2 separate regions of the Mus musculus genome follow, and region 1 is linked to region 2. The links are chromatin contacts, called in public HiChIP or PLAC-seq maps. All regions are on one chromosome and are shown on one strand. The core of a region is the stretch at or near the end of the contact, and the rest is flanking DNA. Distances in the headings are between cores, read along the strand shown. Region 1 overlaps Mapk6 (mitogen-activated protein kinase 6). Region 2 has its middle 17 kb from the start of Fam214a.

What was found. HiChIP or PLAC-seq counts read pairs in DNA pulled down with a chosen protein or histone mark.
Region 1: an H3K4me3 HiChIP or PLAC-seq map of bone marrow-derived macrophages shows a contact between it and region 2, with 3 times the contacts expected there. The contact joins two enhancer-like sites. A contact is called at or near these places in 4 of 39 promoter capture datasets (the C10 cell line, cranial neural crest and pre-B cells) and 1 of 115 datasets of contacts at active chromatin or transcription factors (bone marrow-derived macrophages).

Annotation. Positions count from the first base shown.
Region 1 is chr9:75,400,587-75,405,398 of GRCm38.p6, reverse strand. The region is part of intron 1 of Mapk6 (mitogen-activated protein kinase 6); the gene reads left to right. Among named protein-coding and RNA genes, the nearest start is that of Mapk6, 7.0 kb to the left of the region's middle. Within about 2 kb of position 3,033, at least 124 of the 459 cell types and tissues checked have an H3K27ac peak or open chromatin away from gene starts, as enhancers often do. A contact at or near this core is called in bone marrow-derived macrophages, where this site is marked.
Region 2 is chr9:74,934,186-74,938,791 of GRCm38.p6, reverse strand. No RefSeq gene overlaps it. Among named protein-coding and RNA genes, the nearest start is that of Fam214a, 17 kb to the left of the region's middle. Within about 2 kb of position 3,316, at least 31 of the 459 cell types and tissues checked have an H3K27ac peak or open chromatin away from gene starts, as enhancers often do. A contact at or near this core is called in bone marrow-derived macrophages, where this site is marked.

The sequences.
Region 1 (4,812 bases), core at 1,784-4,283, 470 kb before region 2:
GATTCTTCTACTGACTTAGGAGTAATGGCAATTTATAAAAGGTTTATCTTTTAAACAAGTCAGCCCTTTAGAAACATTAAATGTTGATATAGTAAATGATTTGTCTTTCTTTTGTATTTTACTTATTTACATTTCAAGTGTTATCCCCTTACCTGGCTTCCCCCCTCCCAGAAACCCCCTATCCCATCCCCCCTCCACTATGATTTATCTTTATATTTTGTTGTCAACTTGACATAAACTAGAGTCATCTGCGAAGAGAGACCTCAGTTGAGATAATGCCTCCATCAGATTGTCTTGTAGTTAAGTCTGTAGGGCATTTTCTTGATTAATTGGTGTGGAAGGTCCCAGGCAGATATCTGAGTTTCAGGCCAGCCTGGGTTGCACAGTGAAGGCCTGTTTTCAAACAAAACCACTCCCGGAACAAACAAGAAAGAAAGCAGGCTCAGCAAGCCAATAAACAGGGTTTCTCCATGGCTTCTGTTTGAGTTCCTGCCTCCAGGATCCAGCTTTGAGTTTATGCCCTGACTTCCCTTTATGATAAACTGTGAGTAGTAGGTGAAGTAAACTCCTTCTCGGTCAGTTGGTCATTTTATTCCACAGTGTTTTTCACAGCAGTGGGAAGCAAATTAGTTCATCAAGTTTTTCATTTGATTTTCATTTCACTTCGGTGGCTTAAAAGTTATTAGAATGTTGGTCTGGTGAGATGGCTCAGCAGGCTAAGGTGCTTGCCACGCAAACCGGGTGACCTGAGCTAGAGCTCAGTAATTCATGTGCAGGGGGAAGGGGAGAATTGTCAGATGCCAGAGTTGTCTCTGACCTCTGCATGCATGCCGTGACGAGCGTGGATCATAGACACAAAAGTAATACATAGAACTTCAAAGGCTTTGGCATGTAAGAACCTTAACATTTACTTCTGCAGCCAGAAAACACACACACACACACACACACACACACACACACACACACACCTGTGTGTGTGTGTGAAAGAGTGGCATGGATGTGTTGCTCCAGCTACAGGCTGTAACTTGGTTCTGTGTGCTGCTGGAGATTGAGCTGGGCCTTCCTGTGTGGTAGGCAAACATTACCAAATGAGCTGTATTCCTAGTAATCTAGATTTGTTTTGTTTTGTTTTGTTTTTCTTTGTTTGGTTTTTTGAGACAGGGATTCTCTGTGTAGCCCTGGCTGTCCTGGAACTCACTCTGTAGACCAGGCTGGCCTGGAACTCAGAAATCCGCCTGCTCCTGCCTCCCGAGTGCTGGGATTAAAGGCGTGTGCCACCACGCCCAGCTAGATTTTTATTTTTATTTTTTTAACTAAATTTGAAATTAGATATCTAAGTCTCAGTTTGGTAATTCTTCCCTCCTTTATGTACAAACCGAAGTGATGGTAGGTTTTTTTGCCCCCTAACTTACTTTATGCCTGGTTATTTTTTTTTAATGGCTGTTAGAAAGCAGTGTCAATTTCCCATAGTCCTGTTCAACAACGCACACACATTTCCTTCTGTTTCTCTTACTTGGATCAATCCCTAGTGCCATAAAATCCAATGAATGAATGAATGGGTCCTTCAGTGGAGTCAGTCATAGTTCAGTTAATGAATCTCCATCTATGGCTTATGGCCACCCTGTGGAAAGTATAGTGCAGACATCATGGAGGATACTGTGAACTATGATACGATTTATAATGTGTTTCTCACATTCTTCTCTGGTGACATCGTCATTTTTCTGGCTTTCTTGCAGGCTTCTGTTTCACTGCTAGTGATGATCAGTTCTCAGTCCTCCCCTGATACACACTTGTTTCTTTCTCCTGACTGACTTTAAGAGCTGTTCTTTATGGTGTGTGTGTGTGTGTGTGTGTGTGTGTGTGAGAGAGAGAGAGAGAGAGAGAGAGAGAGAGAGATGTGTGTGTGTGTGTGTGTGTGTGTGTGTGTGAGAGAGACCGGTTTGGTGTGAATTCTTTTGGGCTTTGTTTTTGTTTTTAATCTATTTTGGAAGAATTCTGAGAGGTATTTCTAAGGACTGGTTAGTTCCCGGAACCTTGGAGCTCTCCCCTTCCAGCCCAACTCCTGGCTCTGCTGCCTGCAGGAGCTGCTAGTCTCTTGCTTTCCAGTGCAGCGCCATGTTTCCTTGGCTCCGCTCTAGGAGACTCTGAACGTGTTCTTCTGCAGATGCCCAATCCTGTGGAGGCGGATCCTTGTCTTGGCTTCATGTCTCAGAGGGCAGCCGCTTTGGACATGGTGGGTTTTCAAGCCCCTTTTATTTTGGGGATGCTCTCCATATGTGGGCCTGCGTGGCCTCAGCCTTGCAGCAGCGCTCCTTTCTGTGCCTCACTAAGTGCCGGGGTTAGATGTGAGTGGGTACCATACCTGACTTCCCCAGTCTTTTGTGCTCACTGAATACCAATAGAAAGAAAGGGGCTGGAGAGAGGGACGTGCACTCTGTGTTCACATACAGCCATGAAGCTCCCCTTAGAAGTTTGATTTCTCCTTAATCCTGATGGTGAAAAATTATATTGCCGGGCACAAGAGCAGTATAGTATCTTCTCTGATGAAGGGCTTGACATTTTAATGAAAACAGATGTTTTAAGAATTTTTTTTAATGAGTATGGGTGTTTTGCCTGAATGAGTGTATGTGCCCCATATTTGTGCCTGGTGACTGGAGGTCAGAAGAGTGTGTTGGATCCCCTGGAATTGTCAAGGATGGGAGTCAACTTTAGAACCTCCTGGGTGCTGGGATAGGAAGGGCTCGATTGCAGAACCATGTATGTCAGTCCTTTTAAGACTAGGTTTTGTTGCCCAGACTGGTCTTGAACTGATGCTGTGTCAGCCTCCTGAGTGGCTGGGAGCACTGCTGGTGGAGTCAGCCCACTGTTTCTGGACAGTTTTCTAAGGTCCTGTACCAGGAGCAGGCTCAGCTCCAGGACAGTGGTGATCGGTTTCACCTGTGGTTTGGGAAGGGCCTAGGTGCCTTAGACCCTGCGAGGACTACAGTGTGTGGAGGTCGGACAGACACGTGCTCTGTGCTGCCTGGGCTCCCTCGGCTTTCACAGAGGCTGCGTCTGTGGTTCCGTGGAGCACACTTCCCCGACACGGTCTGTCCCTCCACCTCCACACAGGAAAAGGGGGGCGTAACAAAGCTCAAGAGCTTTGGCTTCTGCACTCCCAGGCTTGAAACCAGTTGCATTTTCCTGTTGACAGGTTTTCATGTCTACGGTGGGGTGAGGCTCCTGAGGGAATGCCTGGAAAATGTATCTTCACAGACACTCTCCGGTGGCCAGGCTCGTCCTTAGATTCTAGAAAATCTGAGAATAGGGCTTAGCTCCTCCAAATGGCTCATCTCCTCACTGGCTAGGCTGTTTACTCATTCAGCACAGTTAGTTTATAGGGCACCTAGTAACTGCCGGATGTATGGTCAGAAAATGCTAGTAAACGGCTTAGTCTCAAACCTTTTCATTGAAAGCACACAGGCACCGTAGCGGAAGAGGGGTGGTGTCCTGGGAGAGAGAGAGAGTAAAGAATCTGCAGAATAACCTTGGAGAAGAGGAGAGTGCTTGCTGCTGTAAGAGGAGAAAGGGCAGATGCAGGGGAGAGAGCAGGAGGGAAGCCCTCAGACGTGGGTTCTCTGAGTCAGGGCTGGCACACAGTGAGCCTTCAGGGTTCTCTGTCTGACAGAATGAGATGGATGGCTACAAGAACTGACTCTTAGACTCTTAGAACGGTTAAGGTCTAATCCTCTGTGCTCTGGGATAACACTTCTTCAACTCCTTTCGTTGTGTCTTTGAGATAGATGTGTGACCTGCTTGGGTCTGTCATAGGTCAATATGGGGATGACAGGTATAGATGCTCCTGTGAGACCCTTGGTGCACTGAGAGTCAGTACTAAAGGTGGTGTCTTCACTAGCTTAGAAAACAACTCTATTGAGCTTCTGGCGTAGTGACATAGAGTAAGTTGCCAAGTTTTGGGGGTTATCTGACCTATCCTGATTGCCACACAAATCCGATGGGAATCTGTAGACATCCAAAGGTATCTAAAGAATTGCTCAAATGCTTGTGGTCCTGCGTTTGTTCCTATATTTCTTTAATCTTATGTCAGTGTGGCATTTTAGAAGCAAAGTCTTGTGGTGGTGCAGAGCTTTAATCCCAGCACTCAGTGAGTTCAAAGCCAGCCTGGTCCTTGTAGTGAGTTCCAGGCAAGCTGAGCTTCATAATAAGCTTTGTATTCCCTGGTCACTGATGAAGTCGTGGACAGGAAGAAGGTAGAGAAGATATATGCTGGACAGAGGGGAGCTGAGTAGTTACTGATACTACATGGAACAAGCCTGTTAGACCTTGCTGTCTCTCTAGTTTCCTGAGATGATTCGCCAGTACTGGTTTATATCACTGGCCTCCTTGAGGTCCAGATCCTGAAAGGGATAAGACTTCAGGCTACTCAACCTGAGGAGCAAGGAGTGCCTGTAAGCAGGCAGCGAAGCTGTGGCCTTCTATGGCCCGGGAGCTCAGTAACTGGAGAGTGTTAAGGCATGATCGCAGACAAGGGTGAATTTGATAACAGTACCATTGTGCCAGGCTTAGGAGACAGAATAGATTTCAACCCGTCCCTTCCCAAGGCAGCTGGCTGAGTTCCAGTTAACCCAGGCTGCTCACTAGTCTCCCGAGAAGAGCAAGGTGAGCAAGTGCCTTTCAGAGGCTGTCACTCTGAACAGGCTAGGTGGATACTTAACCCTAAGAAGCTGCAATGTGCTTGCAAGTGTGTGTGTGTGTGTGTGTGTGTGTGTACACGTGTACCTTTAAGACTGTTGTTATAGCCTTCCTGATACA
Region 2 (4,606 bases), core at 2,067-4,566:
CTCTTACATGCCTTGGAATCCCTAAAGGGTGTCAATAGATGCTTTAAGGGTGAGTGGAACGGAATTCAACTATGATTACTTTAGATAATTGATCTGAGAACATGATTCAGTTCCTTGTGTGTCCATGTTCCTTGTGTGTCCATGTGGGCTCACGTGTATGAGCTTTTATTTGCATGCTTGAATGTGTCACATTAAGTGGCGGTGAGGTATGTATGTGCACATATGTATACATGCGTGCAGAGGTTGGAAGTTGATGATGGTTGTCACTCTCCCTATACTGAGGTATTCCATTACTTGAACCCAGAGCTCACTCATTCAGCTACTCTAACTAGCTAGCCTGCTGCAGTGATCTCATCTCCATCCCATGAGGACTGTGATTTCAGCTACAAATGCTTGGGCACTATTTTCACAGGTGCTGGGGGTCTGAACTCAGGTCCCCTTGCTTGCATGGCGAGTGCTCCACCCACCAAACAATCCTTCCAACTCCCTTGACTCACTTCTTTTGCTCATAAGGATACAATGAACTACACCTCAGAATTGTCTCTCTATCTTCTAACATGCAATCCTATTTGCTTATAAGGAAATTTTTATTTGCAAAACACAACTAGAAGAAAGTTGGAGTTCATAGGATCCAGACCCACTGTTTGATTTTGAGACAAGACTTCTGTTCAGGTCCAGGAATTGACTCACAAACCCCAGAAACACTAATATCAGTCTGGCAGGGATAGTTTACTAAGCATATGCCTCAAGACTGGCCAGCCAGGGCCATGTTCCAGTTCAGGAACTGAACCATGACCCCACGTTAAGATCCTACGGGGTTTTAAAGCCCCAAATCCACCAACATCTATGCCAAGTGATTTCACCAATCAGGATTTATGGATAGGGGATTTCATTAGGAACATGTCTTAACTTGCCAACTAGGATACCAGTTACTAACATACATGTCTCTTTCTGCCAAGTACGATGTCAGTTTCCAGAGAGGTCTTGGGAACTTAAATTTTGCTGGACCACTATTCAAAATGGAAGTCTTATTCCCAATAGTGTGGGTGCCTCCCTTACATTGGGGTCTATCCCAGGAGCAGCTTATACTATAAAAGCTTGTACACGGGTACAGGAAGTACGGGTTATTGATTTGAGCCTAAGCTTATTGTGGGTAACTATACAAAACAACTCTATTGACTTGTATCATGATTGGTTTCCAAGAGCACAGAATTTAAGGGAATATGTAGTCCATCGTGGCATTAGAAAACTTCCTAGTAACAGCAGAAACATGAGAAAGTTTCCTCATAATGGCAGGTTAGCCAAGTTAACTGTTACGTAGGCCTTACATTTTACCTAGGCCTTAACAGCCTCAAAGCCCAGGATGGCTTTCCACTGACTACATAGTAAAAATGATTTCCAGTTTCCCATCTCTCTTGACTTTACCTCCCAAGTGCTGGGATCAGAGGTATGCACTACCACATCTGGTTTATACATTGCTAAGAATCAAACCAGAGTTTTGTGCATGCTAGACAAACACTCCATCAACTGAGCTATAACCCAAGTCTCAGAACCACTAATTTTAAAGAACTGTTTCTGTTACTGTGGGTAGCCCTGGATGTCCAGTGCTTTTAAAAAAAATGGGCAAAAGACTTGACTGGAAACTTGGAAGCAAATTTTTTCACGTGGTTAAATGAAAAGACAAGAAGGGAAAAGAATAAGTAAAACAGGTAGGGGGGGCACCCAGGCTTGCAAATAACTCAGAAAATATAAATGAAGCTTGAAGAAACCTCAAAGGCTAAAATTGCAAATATTAACATATCAAATATTCTCAAGGATGTAGAATTTGTATTTGTTGCTGCAGGGATGCTCTGTTTTTAGAAACCTACCTGTTAGCTTCAACTATAGTTAAACTTGCCTCTCTTTTATCATCCAGTAATTCTATCCAATGCTGAAAATCAAACCCACAGTCTCTGACTTGCTGGGTAAGCACTCTACACGGAGCCACATTGCCAGCCCTCATTTCTCTTTTTAGTTTGAGACAAAGTTTCACTGAGTTGCTCAGCCCAGACTTGAATTCTGTAGCCCGGCCAAGCCTTGAACTTGGGATCCTCCTGTACCAGTCTCCTCGATAGCTGGAATTACAGGCCTGCACCACTGGACCTGAATTAGCAATTGTACTCCTTGTACTCAAGAGAACTGAATACACAGGTCCTCTCATTTGTATAATACTGTGGCCAGAGCTTTATCCAAAAGATGAAATAATCAATTCCATCAGGAAGGAAATAAACTATGATACATGTACAGAGTAGGACATTACACCTTAATTAAAAAAAATGGCTTAAGAGTAGTGGTGTGTATCGGTAATTCTATCCCTCCCGAAGCCGAGGCAAGAGAATCAAGGGTTCAAGGTCAGCCTGAGCAAAGTAGTAAGCCAGTCTCAATGCACTAAGAGCTGGAGATTCAGCTCACTCCTAGCACTGTCCCAGAGTGCACAGGACACTGGGTTGAATCTCCTAATGGCACAAACAAATGTACAACTCAGAAAGAAATGATCAGCCCCAGCAAGATGAGGAAACCTTACAGAGGCTGTGAATGACAGCTAAACAAGGAAGAATGATGAGAGAAGGGAGCAAATTGGGACAGGGAAAGACAACTATTACATATTTCCACATATGGAATCTACATTTAGTAGCACATATGGGTATATGAGAAAGAGGACAAGAGACTATTTGGAGAGAGGAAGGGGACAAAGGAGAGTGATGGTGATGAGCAGAAGTGCATGATACTTACATCTGTAAAAGGTATAGCAGAGTTTATTTTTCTATTGTCTCTGCCAACTAGAAATGGTGGTGGTGGTGGTGGTGGTGGTGGTGATGATGATGATGATGATGATGATGAGACCTGCCAGATATGAGTCTATAACTCCTCTTATATAAAAGCTAACCAAAAGCATGTCTAAAAGATGTTCATAGAAGCCGTTCTAGGGGATAAACAGAAGGAAAAGCACACAGTGGGCCCTCAGGGATGCAGAAAATGCTCTGTCGTTTATCTAGATAGTGGCTATCTAGATATAGACTGTGGGCTGGACATGTAATCACTTTACTATTTAGATGCTATTACTCGTGCAACAACAGACTAAATAAACAAATCAGCCGCAGTGGTCATGATTTTGGAGATTTGTGTGTGGCCAAATTCAGGGGAATGGTTTTGAAAAAGTCCAAGACAAACTGCCACTTGACCTAGTGGAAAGAATAAGAAAGCTATTCTTGGATGGGTGAAACAGGGAAGTGAAAACAGAAGTATTTTGAGAATAGAAGCTCTGTATGAATGTTGATCATTAGTGGAAGCATTTCCTAGCTGCACAAGAGCCTGGTTAAACCCAAAGGCTCACTCACCAAGCACTGTGGTAGTGTGGCCTCCTGAAGTGAGCCACCAGTACCTTTTGTTAAACTATCTACCTTCTATTTCCTCCTGCCTGTCTGTGCCTTCACGCTTGTGTTTGGGACTGAAGAGAATCATATTCTCGTTGTTGTCAGGCAGGCGACAAGACACGAGGAAGAGAGAGGATCTTACGTTTCTTTTCCTTCCTTTCTTCCTCCTTCCTCCACAACTCCTCTATCTTTTTCTAGTGTTTAAGTTCAGACCATGGCTCTGTGCTTGCTAGAAAATTAGTCTAATGTTGATTTACCCTAGCCCTACAGTTTAGATTCACAAATGAACTCTCAGCAGAAGACCAACAAGAATGGTCGTTCTCTGTTCTCAGATGATGCCAACTTGAGTAGGGTCCATTTGGACCATGGCTTTAGTGACTTCTGGATGCTTGAGCAGCTGAGGGGAAACATCTTCATATGTAGCCTTTTGTGAATAGGGTACCCTTGAAGTATTCTCTTTTCTTAACTGAATGTTTTCCAGATTAATTTAATATCCTTGAGCCTGGAATAGGTATGATTTGATTAATTATTGAGGTCTCCTCCAGCATCTTTCCCATTGTTCTGATGAAACTTAGTTGACTTCCTTATTATTTTGAAAAACACGCTGTTTTTAGCCCCTATTTTATATAAGTACTTTTGATTAAACTACAAGTGTTTCAAGTCTTTCTCTCTGCCTTTGCCACCAGTCTCACTATGAATTTGGCTAAAGGTAGCTGGTCTGAATACTAGACAATTTTGAACATTCCTCTGCTAAATTAATGTGTTTGCCATTTTAAAGCTAAACTCTCCACAAAGTCTTAGGTCACGGAAAGGATGTCAACAAATTCTCTGTCTGGTAGAATTAATGGCTCCTGCCAGTCCAATTACTTATAAGAGTCATATTCTTATCTAAAGGCCTTAGAGGCTGGGTTTTCAACTCTTTATAGTCTCACAGGCAGTTTGCTCTTCTGAGTTCCCGCCAGAATCACCCATACAGCTGAGCTTGCAAAAGTCTAGGGTGTGTCTAGACACTTCCAAACTCCTCCAAATACTCCACAAACCAGATGCACCATAGCAACAGCCCCACAAACCAGATCTACCATTGTAACAACCCTACCACTTTTCTGTATTCATTACTTTTCCATAACTGTGACCAAAATACCCGAGAGAACAACTTAAGGATGAAGACATCCGCTTTGTCTCACAGTTGCAGA